3 separate regions of the Zea mays genome follow, and regions 1 and 3 are each linked to region 2. A link is a contact called in public Hi-C data. All regions are on one chromosome and are shown on one strand. The core of a region is the stretch at or near the end of the contact, and the rest is flanking DNA. Distances in the headings are between cores, read along the strand shown. Region 1 holds the start of LOC103632613 (probable LRR receptor-like serine/threonine-protein kinase At1g07650). Region 2 holds the start of LOC103632614 (proton pump-interactor BIP103). Region 3 holds the start of LOC100279247.

Evidence for each region. A called contact is a pair of places that touch in the nucleus more often than the background predicts.
Region 1: a contact with region 2 is called in a Hi-C map of ear, with 2.2 times the contacts expected there. The contact joins the promoter of LOC103632613 here to the promoter of LOC103632614 in region 2. A contact is called at or near these places in 3 of 25 Hi-C or Micro-C datasets (bundle sheath, ear and endosperm).
Region 3: a Hi-C map of ear shows a contact between it and region 2, with 2.0 times the contacts expected there. The contact joins the promoter of LOC100279247 here to the promoter of LOC103632614 in region 2. A contact is called at or near these places in 5 of 25 Hi-C or Micro-C datasets (bundle sheath, ear, endosperm and 2 more).

What each region holds. Positions count from the first base shown.
Region 1 is chr7:98,719,267-98,722,758 of Zm-B73-REFERENCE-NAM-5.0, reverse strand. It overlaps LOC103632613 (probable LRR receptor-like serine/threonine-protein kinase At1g07650), which reads right to left and starts at 1,471. Exons shown (of 24, transcript XM_008654363.3): 1 at 1,046-1,471; 2 at 555-699; 3 at 354-425; 4 at 184-252. The coding sequence starts at 1,316.
Region 2 is chr7:99,048,535-99,051,686 of Zm-B73-REFERENCE-NAM-5.0, reverse strand. LOC103632614 (proton pump-interactor BIP103) reads right to left here and starts at 1,629. Exons shown (of 8, transcript XM_008654367.4): 1 at 1,409-1,629; 2 at 1-123. The coding sequence starts at 119.
Region 3 is chr7:98,545,056-98,548,202 of Zm-B73-REFERENCE-NAM-5.0, reverse strand. It overlaps LOC100279247, which reads right to left and starts at 1,358. Exons shown (of 12, transcript NM_001360947.1): 1 at 782-1,358; 2 at 266-425. The coding sequence starts at 976.

The sequences.
Region 1 (3,492 bases), core at 222-2,721, 330 kb after region 2:
GTCTAGTTTGTTGCTACCTTAGATATTCCTTGCCGACAACCTAGGCCCTACACCACAGACGAGACAATGACTGTGGCTTCACAAAGTGCAGGAAAACCACTAACCCAGTGATACATTTTGTTCTATTCTACTAGTAGTCAAGCAAACAATAATGGCCAGGTAAAAGTGCAAAGGCACACTCACAGTCCTTGTAACTTCATCCTGGCCCACTGGTGAGGCACTCCGCCATGGAACAAGCTCCTGCTTAGATCTCTGCATGCAGCACAGGAACAACACCGTTATTCCTATTGCTCTTAACAGGTGGAGCTTGTGCACAGGTCAGCTTGACCAAGATCTGAAGATTGACAACTCACAGCTGGAGGAGGTAGGGGAGGTCAGCGAAGTCAGGCGGGAGCTCACCGGAGAAGTTCTGCCCCTTGAGGAATCTGCAAAGATTATCATGGTGCCAAACCGGGCCATGCGGTTTTGTTGGTTCAGTGAATCAAAGAAAACTGCGGCCAACGCAAATTAAAAAAAAAAGAGTGTGTGTGTGTGTGTGGACAAGTGAAGCGTACATCTCTGTGACATGGCAGACGGTGCCGTTGGAGAAGGAGCAGTCACAGTGCACCCCGGAGTCTCCGTGGTCGCAGGGACCGGCGCCGGCGGTGAAGTCCCAGCTGGACACACCAAGCCTGGCCGCGATCCGGCGAAGGACGCTCGCTGCAAGAGGAGGCGGTTCCAGCAGTTGCGTTAGTCGAAGAGAAAGAGGAGGAAGTATTAAAACGAATTTCTGGGTGGTTGGTTGCAGTTGCAGCCTTGCAGGCAGCAGCATGCGGAGCATTTTGCGGCATCTCCATGGCTGGTTTGCAGCTGAGACTCTGAACATTCAACCAAATGGAACCTTTTGTTTCAAAGAAACTGTTTCTTGGAGATTCTCTTTGGCAGGTGTTACAGCAACTAGGTAGCTCAAGGGTGAAGCTAAGCTAAGGTGGACAAGAAAGGCTGGCAGGCAAAGAACATGCTCCATGAATCAATACAGTGCAGCAGCTGTGCGACAGCAAAGCACCTTCAGCTGGAACGAGGCTCGGAGTCGGAGCGGCCGCGGCCACCTCGCTCCGCCCTGTGCCATGGACGGCCTCGACGAGCAGCAAGCCGAGGAAGAACACCATGTAGAAGCAGAAGCAGCCACATGGACATGGCGGCCTACACGCCATTGTCTCTCTCTCTTCCAGGTTCCAGGTGGAGGTAGTGGTGGCGATCAGGTGAAAGTAGTGGACGGAGTGGAGAGGAGCGTGAGTGACTTGGCTGTCTCTAGGCGAAGAAAGAGGGAGGGGCATGTATATCTTTTCTCTATCGTAAAGGCGTCTCACTGTCTCAGTCTTTTTGGAGTCTTCTCCGCGGTATCATTGGCAGGCATGTCACGTTGCCATGGGTGTACCCCTGCACTGCCGCGCAGCTGAGTTGCTTTCTGGTTGCGCTGCACCTGCACTGCACTGCAGCTCCCTCTGCGAGTCAAGGCCGGGATAGAATGCCAGAATGGTTCTTGGGTCCAACTTCCAGGCTGGCGCGATGGCGGGCTTGTCGGTCGCCGGAGTCAGACTGTTGACTCTGCTTGAGCGACGTCTACGCTCTGGTAGACCAATGCTGCGATAGACGATGCATCGCTGTCTTGCCAAGCTGGAATATAAGCTCTCGTGATCGGCAGCTTCGGTGCCGCCAAAATCCGCATGGATTCCGACCCGACCTCGACTGCATGAGCGTTCGTCGACTTCCAGAGCTGCACGGTCTGCGGCTGCGAGAAATTTTCAGCCCTGCACAGCACTTGCACTTGTTTCTTTTTTCCGGGTCCCGCAGTGTTAAGGCTTTCCGGTCCTGAAATATACATCTGTAGACCATCCCTTATATTATATAAAATCACGTAGACCACAGACGACTTCTGCTAGATTAGGCAACTGTCAGTGTTGATTAGTTGAAAAGTGTCTTTTTCGCACATTGATCACCCCCATACTTTCCAATCGGTACAGTGGCCTAGTCAACTATAGTTAATGAAAATACGATTATGACAATATTAACATATATATTTTTCATCGTGTCTAATGTGTATTTTGGTTTTTTAATTAAGAATATGATTTGTTGGTCCTATTCAGCGGAAAAGTAGTCAAAGATGTCCCGTAGTAGGGATGAGTGGATGATATTGATAGTCACACCCACAGATACGGGTGCCTACAGGTTTTACATCCATTAGGCGGGTGTTAAATTAGATTTATGGGTGCAGGTACAAGTGCTAAATTAGACTCATGGTTCAGGTGCGGGTCTAGAGTTTCACCCACGAGTGTCCAATGAGCCCGATAAATAATATTATATTGTCTTAAGTCTTAACTAGGTATATACCCGTGCGTTGCTACGGAATCAACACATTTTATTAACATACATTGAGATTAATACATTTTATTAAGATACATTGAGATTGTGAATACAAATGTGAATATCGATTGTCCCCAAGCGAACGTAGATGGATGGGTTGTCCTCGGTTGCAGTCGATCTTAGTTGGGTAGCTCGTCGCTACGGCTATATATCACATAGTTAAATCTTATTTAAATGGAATAATTATTCAAACACGTCCAAATCTTTACAATAAAGTACCATAAAGATAATTCAATACATTTCTATTGCAATCATTTGAATACTAAGGCAAATGCAAAGGATTAAGAACTCATAATAAAGTATCAATTGTTTGTGTGCATACAAGCTTAGTGGTCCAAAGGTAGCTAGCAAGTGGTACCCATATAAGAGTATATTAGTCTGGGTGGCTCCATGATAATGACACCAATCTAGAGTTCTGTATTGCACCTGCTAGAGTCCAATGAATCAAGCTTACCAAAGTTTTAGTTTAAAACAGACAGTTTAACCTTCATTCAGAAATCAGAAGCACTGAACCCAGTAACAGTTCTTCTGAAGATTTTTTCTCTCATACAGGAAATATTGGCAAACATTCATTTCAGGTTATCAAACATCTAAGGAATACAATGCTATGAATCTTGCTACCAAGCAGATAGAGAATTGTTATTACCGAAAAATAGGTTATTCTAAATGCAGCATGTGATTCAGTCCAACGATAGGAAAAAATCCAGGCACACTTTTTTCATACTTCATGTCCGGTCCAAATTGGGGTCTTCCAATTTGATTGTGGTAAAGCACAAAAGTAGGTGGAGTGTGAGACCTTAACCACAAGTAGAACTAAAGAATAATGTTCTTTTCCAGTTTTGCACGTGCCGGATATTGAACAAATGAAAAATCCAGCATTTACAAATTGTGGAACATGACATACATTCAGGTTGCACGACTGCTGCCATTAAAAATGAATGTATACTATTTAGACCATTTACAAATTGTGATGTGAAAACCTTCTGCAACATAAAAAGTGGGCCAACAGGGTAAATAGAGTCGACTCACACAACTTCTTTAGTTTCAGTACAATCTTTGCTTACACAAAACAATCAGCCGAAGGTAAAA
Region 2 (3,152 bases), core at 380-2,879:
GCCTCCTCACGTTCTTTTGCAGTTGCTTTGCTTTCCTTCTCTTGGAATAGATTCACTTCTCCATCGGATATTTTGACCTCTGCTGGTGCTGCTTCAGCACCAACGACCTCCATTCCCATACCCCTGCAGGTACAGCAAAAAGAACATTTGCCAGCAGAACAGGTTGGAATGAAGCAGAACAAATAACAAAATCTAGGTTTTGGCATTAAAAGTAGGGTTTATATTTTGGTAAAATTCTGGGTTCATCATGGAATAACATAACCCCCATATATGACATTGCTTGTGTCAATGACATGTGGGGGCTGGGATGCACCTGCCATTTACACATGCAGTTGCATATAGGGAATTCAGAGATTGTTCGGTGAGATATGTGGAATTCAAGGAACTGACACTCTGCACCTTACAGTTTGTAATAGTTCGCTTTCCTATTTCTTTCTGTTTCCCGAAGTGGAAAAGCGGTCAGACACACTGGGCCAGTGTGCTGATGGAGTTTTGGTGCTGGGTCAAGTTACTTCAGCAGACAGCGGATCTGGCAGATAGTTTGAACGAGGCATGCAACTGGTAGCAAGTCACAGCTCACGCGTTTTCTGGGCAAGGTGGCGATGATGTAAAACTGCCGACTGAATCACTGGCACACAAAGCCCACACCCACATGGCCTCATGCTATCTACCCAACACACACCAAAATGGGACTGCCTGGCATTAGCCGGTCCTGGCTATGATTTACTCTTCATTGTGCAAAAATATGTACTCCAACATCTGGTCTTAACAGAATTGCGAAACAGTTTATGCATCCAGTGGACTGAAACTGAGAGAGATAATTGTAAAGTATGAAATATATTGGCAGAAAATAGATAATCCAGATATGGTATTGAATTTAATTTAATGGACACAGTCCATCCGTTCCAATAACATGTTAGAGAGTCAATCCTATCAGAATACTGCAACAGAAAATTCAGCACACGAATTGAACCCGAAGAAACTCGAAACATACAAGACAACGGACTAAGGCTACTCGCGGAAACGCGGGAAATTCAGCACTGCGATCCGATTCAAAGACCAGCTACCAAACCCCGTCGAATCCAGGCATGATCCACGAGGCACCGCAGATCGCACCCGCGCTTCCACCGATCCTCTTAGTCTGGCGCGCAGACTGAATCCAAGCCACGGGTCGATCCAGATCTACGAGGCCCACGCCCTTAATTACCCCCCGCGACCATTTCAATCCACCCAGAGGCCAGTGGCGGGCGGGCGGCAGCGGTAAAGGGCAGATCGAATTTAGCAGGCATAATATGCATACACTCGTAATTACGTCAGATCCGAATACAAATAACCAAATAGCTTAAGTTAGGCTTGGGGTGCTCGTTATCGCACAGCAGGAACTGAAAAATTAAGGGGGTGGGCGTACCTACCGGGTGCTCGTCGCCGGCAAAGGATACCTGGGCACCAGGCGTAGGGAGGCAGCGGCTGTCCCTAGTCGCCGCTGAGAGAGAGAGAGAGAGGCAGAGAGGAAGAGAGAGACAGAGCACGCGGGGAGAACAGAAAGAAGAAGAGGACACAACGAATGAACACGCAAGCCTGGTATAAAGCCCGGGTACAAACTGCATTGGGCACGGGCCGGTATTGGATGTAGGACCGTAGGAGCCGCCAAAAAATACCACTGATATACATGGTTTTCTTTATTAGACTATTCTCATCAAAAGGTATAAATAATCCTATAATTACTATTACACTATCTTAGAGTAGAATTTAAAATATGTGGTACTATAAATTTTGGATGGTTTGGATCTGTTTATTTTTAAAGGAATTTAGAATCTACTTAATAAAATAGGCAATTTAGCTTGGAATTTTTTATTCTATCATTTTCAAAGTTTAAATATAAACCATTCTCAAAATTATAAGGTGATACATAGAAATTGATTTTATGTATCATTAGACTATGCTTCTATTCTATATTTTATAACACGCTCTTGGACTTGTTTCCCTAAGTAGAAATGTAGCACTTAAATATCTTCTCTATGTTACCAGTATTAGTATACAAATATATTCTTATAAAACCATATTTTACAATCCATACTTCTCGCGTTAGTTAGTGTCATTTTCTACTGAAACTTAAGATTAGTTTGAAAATTCAAATCTTTTTCAGGATTGGAGGGGATACATTTCCCCTTTAGGGCTTGTTCGGTTATTTTCAATCCATACGGATTGAAGGGGATTGATACGGATTATGAGAGATTTTGACTTACTAGGGATTGAAACTCCTCAATCCATATGGATTGGGGTAGAACCGAACAAGCCCTTAAGATTAGTTTGGATACTCAAATCTCCTTCGGGATTGAAGGGGATTGAAGAGGAAATTAGTTTATTTCCACCTCAATCCCCTCCAATCCGAAGAGGATTTGATGTTTCCAAAGTAGCCCTCAAACCCTCTAATCCCAGAGCCCCAGATGGGATTTGAGTTCCCAAATGATCCATGAGGTCATCTCTAGCAGATCCTCTATCTCATCCTTTATCTCATCTTTCATTTTAACTTCACTCTACAAACAGTGTCATCTATAATTTCACGTCTCCTATTTTACATGATCCACCGAAGAATATCTTATACTAGAAGATAAAGGTGACCATTTATTGCAATATCGCTTCTCTCGTTAGATAGTGTCATTTATTTACCAAAACTAGAACACCAGGCGTCCTTTGGAGGCCACCTGAAAAAATTAAATCGATCGGTGCTTAATAGACATTGTTTTATAATTACAAAGTAACCGTTAAGATCTAAGTGTTGGGAGCCTTCGTCTTCCGAAGGTCGTCAAAAATATGATTTAACAATGTTTCCCGAGTGTAATATATGAACCGGTGCTTTCGGACTCGGATCAGAACCACACAGTGTGAAAAGCACGAACAATACGAAGGTTGACGCAACGCCGAAGTTACGTGCAAGGGAGTTTCGACATAACGGCAAAAAAGGAAACCGACTTAAAAGGGAAAAGACTATTTAGACCTCGGTGGACTACCTTAAAGTCATTAGCAAGTGTGAAGGGCATGAATGTAATTTTATACGGGCTGTGTTCCGTGCCTATAAATAGATGAACAACCGTACTGTTCACGCTGACTTGTATTCATTTTTGCGTCACGCTTGTACTTTCATTTTCTGT
Region 3 (3,147 bases), core at 109-2,608, 500 kb after region 2:
TAATAAAAGGATCCTAACTAGCCAAAGGAAAGGGAGGGGGTGGGGTGGAACTACTCTATTGCTCTTCAGAAGTATACTACAACAGCAATGGGACAGAAAAGATACCAGATGAAGACGCACACTACTGCACACATGCATGAACCAACAGAGGAAAGAATACACTAAACAAGCTCTATACATCGATTGCTGACAGCGAGCAAACTGTCGCTTTCGGAGCAGCACACTGACTAGAGGAAGGATCCACGATGAGCAGTTAGATCCTCACACTTTGATATCGCAGTAGATGATTTCGGGTCAAACCCAATGATGAGCGTCAGCATCGGCACGAAGATCCCGCCGCCACCAACTCCGCCGACGCTCCCAAACGCGGCACCGAAGAATCCGATCAGTGACCCCAGCACAATTTGCCACCCAAACTCCATTGGCTGCAGAAAGCAACCCCCATAAGATTCACCGAGTTAAAACGCCATGCCTTGAAAGCATTAAACAGCAATAACTATTGAAAAGTATATGTAGGTCATCGCAAATTCAATAGGATGTTGTAGTATAGTATAGCTCGATCAGTTCTATCTGCATGGCCCAAACTGGATTTCATGACAAATCCAGAGCAGCAGATGAGCTCCGGACCTACCAAAATTTGTATGCAACATCTTGCCAACTTTGTAAACTTAATCCGACGCAGAACTGCTAAACCAGCAAGTGAGCGCTGGTAAAAACAAACAAATTGTTCTTTTGTGAAAAAAATAAAACAAAGAAATCCTGAAAGGCAGTTGGTAATTACCGGCCACACGTGCTGGTACGAGTTGCCATCGCCGTTCCACATCAGATTGGCCACCTTCCGGAGCAGACTCACCTCCTCGGGCGCCACCGCGGCGCCGACCACCAGCGACAGGCGCCGGTCGGCAGCGACGACGACGGCCGCCGCGAACACGACGGCCAGCGCGGCCACGGCGTGGCAGTAGTACTTCCTCCCCATTGCTTGTCGGCTCGGCACCACCAAGATCCAAAAAAAGGTAAGAGAGGCAAACTGTGTGCAGTGCAGTCCCCAAGATCCAAAAAAAAGACGAATCCAAGGAAGATTGGGAGCTAGGCTTTCGGTACAGGGGCGCCTCTGAAATCACGGGATCGAAGGGCTGGGTGGGAGACGTAACGCGCGAAGGCCGAGCGCAACTTTTCTGGGATCCCGGCCGGGTGGCGTGGGCTGGCCTTGTTGGAAGAATTTGGAGTGCACGGCCGGGCCGGAACAGGACGTGGGAATTAAAAACTGCAGAAATGGCGGCGGCGATTGAACCTGCAGCAAGCGAGGCGAGAGGACGGAGGGAGGCGGCCGGCAATGGGGCGAGAGGAATTGGGGTGTGAGCGGCGGCGGTGTAGAGACGGTGGAGAGGGGGAGGGAGAGCCCGGAGAGGGGTAGAGGCAGCGGCAGGGAACGTGTGCGGCCCTCTGAATTCTGAAAGACGGGAAGGCGACGAGAGCTCCGTGCCAAATTTAGAAGAGGGGCGCTCTGTACAATCCTCTCGTTTTTTTTTTCTTTTCTAGAGCTGGACGCTTCGCTCACTTTTTTTTCCCACGCTTTTTTTTACGTGGCTGGAGAGGGTTTCTTTTCTTGCTTGGTGTTCGCCTCATGCAGAGACGGCGGGAAACATGTGGATGGATGAATTGGATGGATGGATGAGTACGATGCTGCATGAACATTATGCGTGCAGGTTTACACGTCCATTTATCCTTTCTGTGCATTATCAAAAGGAACTGGAAAAAACAATGTCGTTTTTTTTTTGTTGGCATCTCGTGAAAGAAACACAAGGCTTTCCGTTTCCCGTGACCAAGTAGTAGTGGAGAATCTAGCTAGCGCTGCCGCTGCTTTCTGTGTTTTGCACGCCCGTGGAGAGAATAAACGAGACGTTCCCCTTTCCAAGAGAAAAAAAGAAGACAAAAGCTTCTTCTTCGTTGAGGACGATGAAGATTCCCCGTCATCCTGGATGGATGGCTGGCTGGTTGCCAATATGCATTGCCACATTGTCATGATCATCCCTTGATTTGTACCACACATATGCATGGATTGCAGTTCATGGCTTCTTCACTGCCACAAATATTCATTTCAAGCTTTCTTCTACTTGTTGTTGTTTTTATATACTTGTGGCCAGTCAGTTTTGGTCTGGCAAACTCACATTCTTCATATAATAACATATATGCCCTAACCTTGCTAGATTTCTATGTGTGGTCATGCTAACGTAATACATGGCTGTTTGGGTCTATTTGGTTGTCGGACTAATTGTCGAAGGGAAATGACGACACGGAACGACACAAACGGGGGCTGATAATAATGTCTCGTTTCGCTGGTACAACTGACAACCATCGGGTCAAGAAGACAATTATTTCATTTTACATTTTTTTCTTTTGTGCATCATCACGAGCACACGGAAAGGAACATCGTGGCCGGCCCCGGGAGCGCATTAAAACGCTAGTGCTGTTTCGGTTTGGTAGGATCGCGGACGCGAGTATAATCAATTAATATAATGGGTGGAGTTTTTTAGGGCATGTTTGTTTTCTCAAATAATTATATAATCCTGCTTATTTTATATAGATTATGTAATCCGGTATTATGATCTCTAGACATCTACTGTCTTTAACCTCTCTGGTTACAAATAATATATGGTCATCCTGGATGATTTCACTCGTTTTCTATGGACTTTTACTATGTGGCTCAAGTACGACACCTTTCACAACCTTACCCATTTGTTTGTTTGGGTCTCCACCCAGTTCTGTCGCTCGGTTCGTGCCCTTCATTATGATAATGGCCACGAGTTCGACAACTCCACCTCTCACTTCTTTCTCTCTCACGGTGTTTAGTTGCGACTCTCGTGTCTCTACACCTCCCCTTAGAACGGTCGGGACAAACGGATTATTCACACCACTACTAACATGATCCACTGTCTCCTCTTTTAGACGTTTCTTCATGCCAGCGCTATTGGGCAAAGGCCTTAAACACTGCTACCCATCTTCTCAACTACCTTCCCTCGAAAGTGGTGAGTCACTCCACCCCTCACTTCACTCTGTATGACACAACCCCTCCTATGTCCACCTTCGCGTATTTGGTTGTGCCTACTATCCCAACACCTCTGCCATGGCTCCATACAAGCTCTTTCC